Regions from separate parts of the Sus scrofa genome. Here all the other regions are linked to region 1. A link is a contact called in public HiChIP or PLAC-seq data. All regions are on one chromosome and are shown on one strand. Each heading gives the region's core, a stretch centred on a gene start, on an enhancer-like site or on the middle of the called end of the contact. The rest is flanking DNA. Distances are from core to core; before and after follow the strand shown. Region 1 overlaps ARAP1 (arf-GAP with Rho-GAP domain, ANK repeat and PH domain-containing protein 1). Region 2 has its middle 34 kb from the start of P2RY2. Region 3 has its middle 14 kb from the start of FCHSD2.

Region 1 (3,964 bases), core at 623-3,122:
GTACTTGCGAGGTAGAGACTCCACGTGACTGGCTAGCTTGTGTGTATGCACCTGCAGGTGTGCACCCGTCAGGTAGTAGCGTGTATTTCCGCCTCTGCACATGGTTTAAGGCAGGCTGTGTACACTCCTGATACGTGATGTGGGGAGGGATCTCTGTGATTTCAGTGGGTGACTTGCTGGAGTGTATGTGAACTTTTTGGGGCCTGTGTGCACACATACGCCCATATGTACTGATGCTGTGGGGATGGCAACAACGTGCATATTCATGAGCGTGTGCATGCATGTATATGTGTGGGTGCGTGTGGGTGCACATGTGTGCATGCATGTATGTGTGTGCACACGCACACATGTGCTTGCACATGCACGTGTGTGCACGAGTGTGTACACGTGTATATGTGTGAGTGCATGTGTATACATGTATATGTGTGCATGCGTGTGCATATGAGCATTGCATGAGTGCGTGAATGTATGAGCGTGCGTGTGCATGAGTTGTATATGTGTGATTGTGTATGTGTGTGCATGTATATACACACATGTGAGTGTGTGCACTAGTGTGAACGTGTGAGAATACACGTACACATGGGTGTGAGTGCATGTGAGTTCTATGCATATGAGTGTATACATGTGTGTGTGTGTGAGCGCGTGCATGCATTTTTGTGTGTGTGCACGTCAGTATGTATACATGTATGTGTGTGCGTGTGTGTGCATGCATGTGTGTGAGTGTGTGTGCATGAATTGGCCTGTGTGTCATTTGGGTACGGAGGACGCGCTGGTGTGTGAGTGTGCTGTGTGCGTGTGCTGCCCGGAGGCTGAGCGCTCTGGAAGGTCAGCTCCCTTGGGGCCCAGATCCTTGTCAGTCTGGTTTACTGCTGAATCCCTGCATCTGAGGCGGTGCCCGCTGTAAAACCGGCACTCAGAATGTGACTAAGTCAATGAGGCCTGTGTGGGCTTCTGTCCTGCCAGGAACTGAGCGCCAGCGCTGTCCGTGCAGCCTTAGCACCTGGAGAGTGCCCTCGGCACATGCTGCCCCCTGGGCAGTAGGGCACAGGACACCCCAGACCCCTCCTCACCTCCCAGCCTTTGTCGCTCTAGACATCTCAGGAAGGGAGAGACCTTCAAGGGAGGCAGGCAGAAAATGACAGGGATCGGGTCCCCTCCCGCTGCCTTGGCTGGGCCAGGCTCTCAGAACCCGGCTCATTATTCTGCCTGGCCTGGGAGGACCCCACTTCACCCCCAAAGAGTCTGCACCCCCACCGTCATTTAATAGGGGACGAGCTGCCAAGTCCAGAGATGCTGAGAAACTTGATCGGAGTCACACAGTCCTGCACGGGGGATGCCCACGTTCAGACTCTGCCCCTTGGCTGGGGGCCGTCTACTCCGGCATAGCTGGCAACCCTCTCAGCCTGCCTCCCTGAGAGTGACAGAGGGTCACGTCCAACCCCGGTTCCGGGTCACTCTGCAGAGTCCCTGTGAGGCTGCTCTGGGCCCCCCACTGTTTCCTCCTCTGATACCTGCGTGCCTGGAGATACCTCAGGAAGAGGGAGCGTGTGCCCGGGGCGGGGGGTACTGCCAGCCGGAGTCACACTGCAGGGCCTCCCACCTGTGCGTTCGGCTGCCCTGCAGCCCAGCCCGTCCCTGGTCCTCCTAAAGCCGCTCACTTGTGGCCGAGGCAGAGCTGCTCCCTGCAGAGAGGCTCCCTCCTCCCCGCGCCTCCTTGTTGGTGGCGGGAGGCAGTGTGGGGGGGTGTCCACCCCATAAGGCCCTGCTGGATGCCCTAGGGTGGCTCGTCGCCCGCTGTAGCCTGCAGCGGGGCGGGGGCTGGGGGCGGAGAGGAAGCGTTGCCCCGGGGGATTCTGGGTGGCTTGTCTCCGTCTCGCCCAGTTTTCAGGAAGTGTGTGTGTGTGTGTGTGTGTGTGTGTGTGTGTTGGTGTTGGCCGGGCCGCAGGGGCGGGGGAGGCGGGGAGCAGGAAGCCGGACGAGAGCCGAGCTGGACGCAGACACAGGCGCACACGTACACACGCTCCCCACCCCCCGACGGGCCGCAGTGACACACACAAACTCACACTCCGACAAGTGACCTCAGACCCTGACCCAAGGCGCGGGCGCACCGAGCCGTGCCGGACGCAGACGCCGCAGGGCACGGGCCCGGGGGCTGCGGGCCCGGCGCAGGTCGGACGCAGGCTGGCACACGGCACTCCGGGGCGCCCGCTGGGCCCGCTGGCCGGAGCCTCCGGGGCCCTCGGGCCCAGGACCCAGCAGGCGTCTGAAGGTGAGCGAGGGGCTGCCCTGGGCTGGGCTGCCGGCCTGGGGCCGGGGGAGGCTCCTCTTGCAGGCCTGGGAGGGCAGGAATCCATCCGTCCCTGTCCTGTCCTGTCCTCCCCTCCCCTCCCCTCCCCTCCCCTCCCCGCAGGCTGACCCCGGGCTTCTGTGGTGGCCCTGCCCCTCCCGTTTCACACTCAGAGTTTTCTCTCTTCCTTCACTCTCTGTTTTCTGGTTTTCCTCCTGCCCTTTCCTTTCCTCCCCTCCCTCTGCCCTCCGTCTGCCCTGGCTCTCCGGGTCTCCCTCCGTCCCCCTACAAGCCCCCCTCCTGGTCCGGGGGGAGCCCCGGGGCCTGTTTCCTGGGCTGCTCTGGCTGCTCCTCTGCAGAGTCTCTGCCCTCCGGGAAGCGGTGCTGATCTTGGGTCTGGCTCGCCGCACCCACGGAGGGGTCCTCCATGGCCTCCCCCAGGGCCAGGGTCAAGGGTGCCGTGACTCTGGGCAGCTCCAGTCTGAGCCCCTTTGCCCTCGCCCCATCCAGGTGGCAGGGAGACCTGCCGTGGGTTGACACTTAGTGGGCATCTTTCTGCCCCTCCTGCCAGCTCTGGTCATGTGGGGGCGGTGCCTGTGTCACTGGGGGGCTGAGCTGGCCTCCCCTCCCCCCGGTTGCTCTCATCCCTGCTGAACTCAGTAACCCTGTGCTTGGGCCACTGGGGACAGAGATTTCTCTAACCAGGTCCCATTTGTGTCCTGGCCCTGCCCTCTGCCCTCCGCTCATCTTTTCATAGGGCCCAGTGGGCACCCACTTCTCCTGCTGCCAGACCAGCCATGGCTTGGGGGAGAGGGGCCTTACCGTCGTGCGCTCCCTGAGGGGTGAGCACAGGCCCGGGAAGCATGAAGAGCTACCATGGGAGCCCTGGCCCTCAGCCCTCTCCTGCCCACCACAGCAGGGCGCCCAGCTCTGTGGGTTTAGAGGAGGGAGCAGCTGAGAGGACTTCCTGGAAGAGGAGGCGTGTCCTGAGCACAGGGGAGTTGATGCTCCAGTAGCTCTGTTGCTCCAGGGAGAGGTGCAGAGCGCTGGGCGAAGCCGTGGTCGTGAGAGTGGACGCCGCGTTCATCGGGGGCTGCTCCATGAAGGGCTGGGGAGCTGCTGACCCAGGGATCCGTGTGGGGGTGGGGTGGTGCTCATTCACTCATTAAACACACACTCGCCACAGCCCCCTCTGTGCTGGGTGAGTCGGTGGCCTGGAGATGGAGTGGCCCGAGGGGACTTGCAGCGTTTGCAGAAGTTGAGAGAGAAACCACAGGCATCCCATCTGAGCAAGGGATACCCCAGGAAGGGCTTTCTCTGCTGTGGCTTGAGCAGAAGTAAATAGAACAGAACCGGGAAGGTGCTGGAGGAGGAGCTGACCCTTGGCTCTTGCGATGGAGAAGGAAGGGCGGAGGCAGCGGTGGAGGAAGCATGGGGCACAGCGCCGAGGCCCGGCCCGGCGTGGGACCAGGAAGTGGGCAGCTGGGAGAGTTTGCCCCTGTGGGGAGGGGCGGTCAGGCCAGGGGGCAGGTGTGTGCAAATCACAGTCTGACCTCCACCCACCCCTGCCTGCTGGTGAACGTCTGGGCTGGACGGGGCTGGGTCCCTCCAAGGCTGTGTGACCCTTTAGGGGGAGCGTCCTGACCCCTGGATGGGGTGTGGGCTTGGAGCCTTGGT
Region 2 (3,964 bases), core at 431-2,930, 380 kb before region 1:
CAAGGCTGTGGAGGTAGGAATGAGTCCGGGCTGTGCGGGAGGCCGTGGGGCGAGCAGCCTGCCTCGGGGGTGGAGTGTGAGGTTGGCTGGACACGGTGGGCGGAGTTCAGGAGCCGCCTCCTGGGGCCTCTCTGCCTCCTGGTTTCCCCCAACTCCTGCTTCTCCCCACCTCATCCCCCAACCTTCCAACAAGGCAACGAAAAGCCCATGGACAAGGGACTCAAAGAGCAGCAGCGAGGTAGGCAGCCGAACTCTGGTCATCCGAGCGTCTAGGACCTTCCTCTGCGGAAGTCCGGCTCCAGAGACCTTCCCACCATGAGTTGCGCGGTTAAAGCTGTTTCAGGCAAACAATGAATAATTATTAACATAAGTAATATTGAGGACATGCTTCTACTAAAAAGCTTTTCGTGTGTGTGTGTGTGTGTGTGTGTGTGTGTATGCACAGTTTGAAGACCGTACCTGTGGCACATGGTGGTTCCCAGGAGAGGGATCCAATCGGCGCTGTAGCTGCCCTCCCAGGCCACAGCCACAGCACCTCAGGATCCAAGCCACGTCTGTGACCTACACCACAGCTCATGCCAACATCGGATCCTTAATCCACTTGGGGAAGCCAGAGATCGAACCCGCATCCTCATGGATACTAGTTGGGTTTGTAACCAGTTGAGCCACAACAGGAACTCCTTAAAAAGTTATTCATTGCTTATCTTTGTATTTGCTAAACCTGGCAACACTTTCCCCCACCCCCAGTTTCAGACCCTGCCACTCCCCCTGTCTTGAGCATCTGAAGAGCCATCAGAGAGGTGGTGGGCCTCCCGCAATACTCAGCAAAGCCGGAACTTAGATGGAAGGGGTACTGAAGATTGAGTCTCATCCCTCTCCCCGTATGTGGACTGGGGTCCGAGGCCCCAAGGGGACACGTGCTGGCAAGCCCTTGGGCTCCTCGCTACTCCTTGGCTGGACTTGGGCCTCCTGGAGAGCAGAAGGACCCCTTGGGGATAGGGGTTTAGGAAAGGCCGGGGCCTCCCAGGTAAGGCCGGGCAGGGAGGCTCCAGGTTAATGTACCTCCAGGCAGTTTCCTGGATCCTGACCCCCCACCCCCACCCCAGGTGAGTCACCTCCACCTGTCAGGTGACATCTAGAGCTGTTCTGAGGCCTTGGGCTCCTCTTCTCCTGCTGGGCTAGGGCCCAAAAAAGCTGGGGAGGGGATGGGAGTTGGGGGTGTGGGGGGGTGTTTCAAGGGTGGGAGCCAGGGAGTGGGGCTGGACTTGGCGGGCGGGGCCTGATCACCCCGCCTCTGGCACTTCAGAGATGACTCAGCACAATTCCCACCGAGGGCACTGAGGTCGGGGGAGGGGCCGGGACGCGTTCAAAATCACCCAGCCGGTCCGCTAGGCAGACAAGGGTTTTTCTACCCAGTGCTCGGTCCCCGCCCCCACCCCGCTCTGCGCTTCTTCATCTCGTTTTCCCTCCTGAGTCTGTTCACTCTCGCCAGATCCCAGGGCGGTGCCTGGCACTGAGCAGGTGCTGAACGGGACTTTGTTGAAGGAAATTGCGCACAGGGAAACACATCTCACCTTGTAGGGAACACGCGGCAGAGGCCCCCGGGCCCCCCACCCCCACCCCTTAACCGTGCAGGGCAGGCTCAGCGGGGAGCCAGGGGGGAGAGGAACAGCCCAGGCCCGGCACTGCGTGAGGGGTTGGGCTCTCACCTGTCTGTCCCAGAGCAGCCTCTGGCCCAGACAACACCTGGATATGCCTGGGGTGAGGGTGGGGGGGTCAATTCCAGAGTGACACCGAGTGGACTACTCCCACCCGGTGTGGCCCTGCGAGGAGCTGAGGACCTGTCCGTTTTGTCACATTACCTACCTGTCCCCAGCCCGTACTAGTCCTCATTCCCCTTCTTTGTACAATGACAGCTTGGGGCTGACTCATCTCTAAGCCTGTCTTTGGCTTCCTCTTTCTCTGTATTAGTAGTTGTTGTTGTTTGGCCAAGCCTGCAGCACGTGGAAATTCCCAAGCTAGGGATGGAACCTGCACTACAGCCGAGAGAACGCTGAATCCTTCATTGCTGGGCCGCCAGGGAACTCCTGACTTCTCATTCCCGCTGCACCTCAGACCTCTGCACCAGCCCCTCGAGCTGCTTGGCAGAGCTACCCAGTCCTGGCCAACAGCTATGTTCTCATGGCAGGTTTGCACAACGCACTTCCCTTTTAATGCAGAGATAACTGGTAGTCGCTCTGTCAAGTCCTGGCCTCCTCTGGGGCGAAAAGAGGCACGTGCTGATGGGAAGGTCCTGGCCGCAGTTCGTGACCTCTCTCTGGTTATTGCTTTGACATTTTCTCACAAACGTACCTTCTGCTCCTCTGATAATTTCTATGGGCCTACTTCACTGTCAGCTATAAAGCTCCCCTGGGACATCTCAAAACCCTGAAGAAACAAAACCTTGGCGTCTCTTTTTTGTTGGTGTCTTCTTTAGGGCCACACCCGTGGCATATGGAGGGTCCCAGGCTAGGGGTCCAATCGGAGCTGTAGCCAAGGGCCCACACCACAGCCACAGCAACGCGAGATCTAGCCGTGTCTGCGACCTACACCACAGCTCACAGCAACACCGGATCCTTAACCCACTGAGCAAGGCCAGGGATCGAACTCGCGTCCTCATGGATACTAGTCGATTTGTCATCCACTGAGCCACGGCGGAAACTCCAGTGTCAGATTCTTCTCTAGGCTAATTTTGTAGGCACCATTACCACCACCAACCTCTGTTGATGTATTATACTCTGGGGGTGTCGCTTATCTTTAGGCCCAAACCCTCCCTTCTCTCCCGGTCAGACCCTTTGCTGTTCCTGTTCCCTGAGACCCAAGCCCTGGTCATTTCTGTCCTGGAGACCATGGGTGGGTCAGGTGTCAGGGACTGTCTTGGGGGCACGTGTGAAACTTCAGATCATCCAGAGACTGTCACTCAGAGGCCTGTCCAGACTGCCTGGCCCAGCCCTCTGACCGGTCTGGACAGCGCCACCTCCAGTCATACCATCTCCCGGTGTGTCCAGAGGCGAGCTCTGGTCTCTCCCCAAACCTGCTCCTGCCTCAGCCTCAGCAAGGGCACCTTCAGTCAGCGGGTCCCCTGGACCACGGACCTAAAATCCTGGAGCCCCCTCTCGGCCCCTCGCAGCCCTCCCCCAGTCCTTCGCTCAGGCTTGGCCGCCCCTCAGGGGTGTCCGGGGATTGTCCGCTTCTCCCTCTCATGAGCCTCGTCTGTGTTTATGGTTCATCTTCTCTCACCTGAGCCTTGAAACCAGAGGGCTCCTTCCGTCTCTGCCCTCAATTCATGCTTCATGCAGAAGCCGGGGGGATCCTACTGGCCTCACATCCAGCCTCGTCATCCTGCTGTTCAAAACTTGTCCCTGGCTCTTCATGGCCCTCGGGATAAAATCAGCTCCTTGGCCTGATATTTGAGGCTCCTCATGATCTGCACGCTGCTGGCCTTGAACCTGACAGCACTTATGGCTTGAACCCAACCAGAACCCAGACTGGGACTTGAACCCACAGTTTCTATTTTATTTATTTCTTTATTTATTTATTGCCATTTCTAGGGCTGCTCCTGCGGTATATGGAGGTTCCAGGCTAGGGGTCCAATCGGAGCTGTAGCCACCGGCCTACGCCAGAGCAACGTCTGCAACCTATACCACGGCTCGCAGCAACACCAGATCCTTAACCGACTGAGCAAGGCAAGGGGTCGAACCTGCAACCTCATGGTTCCTAGACGGATTCGCTAACCACTGAGCCATGACAGGAACTCCGAACCCCCAGTTTTTAAATTAGAATCACTTACCCAGTGTCTGGACTTACTAAGGCTTGGGCTCTTTGTGCCTCTGTGCAGAAGGAATTCAGCGAGAAAGTGATGGGCAAGAAATAGACTTATTCAAATAGAACAGGACACACGGCAGGAGAGAGGCTTGCCCTGAGG
Region 3 (3,964 bases), core at 979-3,478, 360 kb before region 1:
CCCCCAGAGGCTGGGGGTCCCCCCTGGGCCTCCACAGTCCTGAGCCCTGATTCTCAGGGACTAGCTGACCACATGGCGCATGGCAGTGGGGATACTCCCCAACTCAAACGCTCTAGGGAAAGGGACTGAGTGTCCCGGTCCCCACCGCCCATTGTAGGGCTTGGCACAAGATAGATACGAAACTGCTTCTTCCGTCTAGGCTCCGTTTTGAGTCCTCCCAGCACTGACCCATAGAGGCCTTAGCAGAGGCTTCTGATAGAACCAGAGTTTTTGGGGCGGGGGGCTCCTGAGCCACGAATGATGCACCGCTGACGGCAGCCTCAGGGCAGATCCCGAAAGGCAGCAGAGCCTGCGCAGCAGGGTGTAAAGTGTGCTTTGGGGTCCCGGCCCTCTCTGCTTTGGTCTCAGCCCACTCCCTGCCTGGATCCTGGGCTCCAACCCACCCAGGCACCCCGCCCGTGCACTGCCAGATTTCCAGGTGTTCCAGCTCGGTGCCAGGCTTCTCACTATTTCCTCATCTCGAATGTTCTCTTCGTCCCCTTCTCCCTGGAAAACTTCTTGGCTCCAAAGTCTGCTGACTGAGGGACACAGAAGTGACCTTTCCTCTCCATGTTCTTCCAGTTTTTGTTTTTTTTTTTTTTTCTGCTTATCAGCTCAACTGGCCCCACAGTTACTGGTGCTGTTTGTCTTATTCGTCTCAAGAGGTTGCTCTGAGGGAAAGCAAATACCAGGCTCTGCAGCCTCTGTTTCCCCATCTGTAAAATGGAGACAGTGATTGCTACCCTTCCAGGTTGATAGAAGGATTAAATGAAATTAGTCAGGTCAGAACCCAGCACAGTCATCTCATTTGTCCACACACGGGGCAGGAGGGAAGACGTAGCCAACCTGCCCCACAGAGGCAAAGGCACCTAGGCTGGGGTTCTCGGCCCTATGGAAAAACTCAGCTAACCCACTGATGGCACAGCCCACCTCCCAAACCCAGGGAGGAGGGACCCGGGGCTGTGGGAGGCCGAGGGGAGAGGGCAGGCCTTTATAACATCTCCAGATATGCTGATCTTTTCCGGGCACAAGTTGTGTGCCCTGCCCGCTGCCAAGTGCATCATAACTTCAGCTCATCCTCTCGCACTCAGGCCACAGGATCCTGTTATGAATGCCACTTGGCTCCTTCCTCTCTCTACCGCCCCACACGGTGCCAGGGACACCACAATACCTAGAGTTTACTTATATGTGAAATGCCAGAAGCAGTGCCCCTCCACACAGTAAATGTGAATTTATGCTACGAGAAAGGGACTCTTTTAAAAATACACTTTAGGCGTTCCCGTCATGGCTCAGTGGTCAACGAACCTGACGAGTATCCCTGAGGACGTGGGTTCGATCCCTGGCCTCGCTCGTGGGTCAGGGATCCGTCGGTGCCGTGAGCTGTGGTGTAGGTCACAGACGTGGCTCGGATCCTGTGTTGTGTGGCTGTGGTGGAGGCCGACAGCTACAGCTCTGATTCGATCCCCTAGCCTGGGAACGTCTCTGGGCCACGGGTGTGGCCCTAAAGAGACAAATAAATGAACAAATACATACATAAATAAACTTTATCTGGAATAACTGTAGATTTATGGAAAAGTTGCAAAAATGTACGGAGATGTCTCCTATACCCGTTACCCAGTTTCCTTCGTTAACATGGTACGTTCTAAGGGACAGACACACTGTCACAACAAAGAAATTGACATTAATTACTATTTTTTGTCTCTCTCTCTCTCTCTCTTTTTTGGCGGGGGGTGGGGGGAACCTCCAACAGTGGCTATGAACTACACTCGAGGCTGTAAGTGGACTTCACCAGCGTTTGCAGCCATGTCCCACTTTTGTCCCAGGACCCAGTCCTGGCTGCCACCTTGCATTCGGTCGTCATGCCCACAGCCGAAGAGACTGACCCTGTAACTGCTGATTTCACACGGGAAAACGGGGGCGAGGGCTCTGCTCTTGGCTTCCTTCACTTTCACTTTCACCATTTCACTTCGGAAAATCCCCTTCAGACGTGCCTTTAGTCCCGAAGCTCCCCTTCCTGCCCTCCCTTCATCCAGAGGCCCCTCCCAGCCCCCAGGAGCTCGCCCTCAGCTCAGAGCTCTCCTGGCCGCCTGTTTCGTTCTTTCTTTTTAAAAATCTTTCTCGTTTGTTTGTTTTGGCTGCACCCACGGCCTGCGCAAGTTCCTGTACTGAGCCACAGCAGCCACAGCGGTGACAATGCTGAGTCCTTCACTGGGCCACCGGGGAACAGGGCCTCCTTTTCCTTACTGCCGGGATATTTAACTCTGCCCTGCTGCTCCAACCCCCCCGTTAGTGTCATCTTTAAGCGTGTCAATGGCTGTTATTCTGGGAATTATAAAACTCCTGTACGTTTTTGTTTTGGTTCCACTCTCTTCCTGGGACAGAAACTTTATGCCAAAAGTTTCCCCAACGCGAAATTTCCCCCAATTCATCCTTCCTTCCTTCTTCCCTGCAGTTCCCACCTCCCTTCTGGGAATGCTGTGGTCCCGGGGAGGCCACCTCCAGGGGTAGAAATATGACCTGAGCTCGAACAATCAGTACCTGCCACCTCTTCGGTCCAGGGATGGGTTCAAGAGAGGCTTGTCAGCCAAGGCGGCCCAGTCAAGGTGAAGCTCAGGCTCTTTGGCAGGTGCTCTGGTCCCCAGGTGCTCTCTTCGGCTCAGGTGGGAGGGATGCCTCACTATGGAGATGGGAGGCCAGTGGTCATTTTCTTAGCACACCTGGTTGCTGAGGAGTTTGGTTCAACCTGTTGAGGTAGTTGCATGAAGAAATTCTGGGTCTTTTTAATCTTCCTCATCATTCCCTTTCCTCTTTCCTCTTTTTTAACACCACAGGCAGTTTTAATAACCTTCTGGTCTTTTCTTTTAGGGCCACATCTGCAGCACATGGAAGTTTCCGGGCCATGGGGTGAATCAAAGCTGCAGCTGCCGGCCTACACCACAGCCACAGCAACACTGGGTCATTCACCCACTGAGCACGGCCAGGGATCAAACCCACATCCTCATGGATACTAGCTGGGTTCTTAACCCACCAAACCACAATGAGAACTCCTCATTCAGTTATTTAAACCTAGACCCGTCCAGTTTAAAACTTCAATCTCGGAGTTCCCCTTGTGGCGCAGTGGTTAACGAATCCAACTAGGAACCATGAGGTTGCGGGTTCGGTCCTTGCCCTTGCTCAGTGGGTTAACGATCCGGCGTTGCCGTGAGCTGTGGTTGCAGACTCAGCTTGGATCCCGTGTTGCTGTGGCTCTGGTGTAGGCCAGTAGCTACAGCTCCAATTCGACCCCTAGCCTGGGAACCTCCATATGCTGGCCCTGGAAAAGGCAAAAAAAAAAAGACAAAAAACAAAGCAAAAACTTCAACCTCTTACCCAATTCACAGCAACCCTCTACCCCACCCAGGCTAGAATGTGACTAGAGAGGCTTGGTGGCTGGGGACCGTGATAGGCCAGGGGCATGCTCCGCTCTCTTTTCTCATCACTAACTCCTGGGGGTGGAGAGAAGGCCTGTGAGCTCTCTTGCCCCCCCGGCTTCATTCTGCTTCAGAGACCTGTCCCTGACCTTGCTCCGGTTCTGTTTGCCCTTGGTGGCCTCTGTGATGTGGTGATGTCCACAGAGGGAACACCCGTGACTTCCTGGGTGTCACTCAGCTCTCCCTTGGCCCCTCATTGCCAAGGACTTCCACGGACAGGGGCTGCCTGGCCTTCCTTTGTCCCTACCATGGGTCTGTCCCCAGCCCCTCCCCCAAATGGGGGACCCTACTCCTTGTGGCTGCTGGCTGGCCCTCTGTGCCTCCTCTCAACCTCACGCTCTTTCATATGGAGCCATGGCAAGTATGAGGAACTGGGAGGGGTGCCCCATGTTCCTCCCAGGCCCCCCAATATCTTGATCCTGACAAGCTTGCTGACGTAGGCCCTTCCATGAGCC

Evidence for each region. HiChIP or PLAC-seq counts read pairs in DNA pulled down with a chosen protein or histone mark.
Region 2: an H3K27ac HiChIP or PLAC-seq map of alveolar macrophages shows a contact between it and region 1. The contact joins two enhancer-like sites. A contact is called at or near these places in 8 of 47 Hi-C or Micro-C datasets (alveolar macrophages, embryonic fibroblasts, epiblast stem cells and 5 more) and 1 of 2 datasets of contacts at active chromatin or transcription factors (alveolar macrophages).
Region 3: a contact with region 1 is called in an H3K27ac HiChIP or PLAC-seq map of alveolar macrophages. The contact joins two enhancer-like sites. A contact is called at or near these places in 1 of 5 promoter capture datasets (fetal skeletal muscle), 15 of 47 Hi-C or Micro-C datasets (alveolar macrophages, brain, embryonic fibroblasts and 11 more) and 2 of 2 datasets of contacts at active chromatin or transcription factors (alveolar macrophages and skeletal muscle).

What each region holds. Positions count from the first base shown.
Region 1 is chr9:7,271,314-7,275,277 of Sscrofa11.1, reverse strand. All of the region lies in intron 3 of ARAP1 (arf-GAP with Rho-GAP domain, ANK repeat and PH domain-containing protein 1), which reads left to right. Among named protein-coding and RNA genes, the nearest start is that of ARAP1, 28 kb to the left of the region's middle. Within about 2 kb of position 1,872, at least 53 of the 83 cell types and tissues checked have an H3K27ac peak or open chromatin away from gene starts, as enhancers often do. A contact at or near this core is called in alveolar macrophages, fetal liver, mesenteric adipose tissue and 4 more, where this site is marked.
Region 2 is chr9:7,652,152-7,656,115 of Sscrofa11.1, reverse strand. No RefSeq gene overlaps it. Among named protein-coding and RNA genes, the nearest start is that of P2RY2, 34 kb to the left of the region's middle. Within about 2 kb of position 1,680, at least 26 of the 83 cell types and tissues checked have an H3K27ac peak or open chromatin away from gene starts, as enhancers often do. A contact at or near this core is called in alveolar macrophages and fetal liver, where this site is marked.
Region 3 is chr9:7,632,460-7,636,423 of Sscrofa11.1, reverse strand. No RefSeq gene overlaps it. Among named protein-coding and RNA genes, the nearest start is that of FCHSD2, 14 kb to the right of the region's middle. Within about 2 kb of position 2,228, at least 47 of the 83 cell types and tissues checked have an H3K27ac peak or open chromatin away from gene starts, as enhancers often do. A contact at or near this core is called in alveolar macrophages, fetal liver, mesenteric adipose tissue and 4 more, where this site is marked.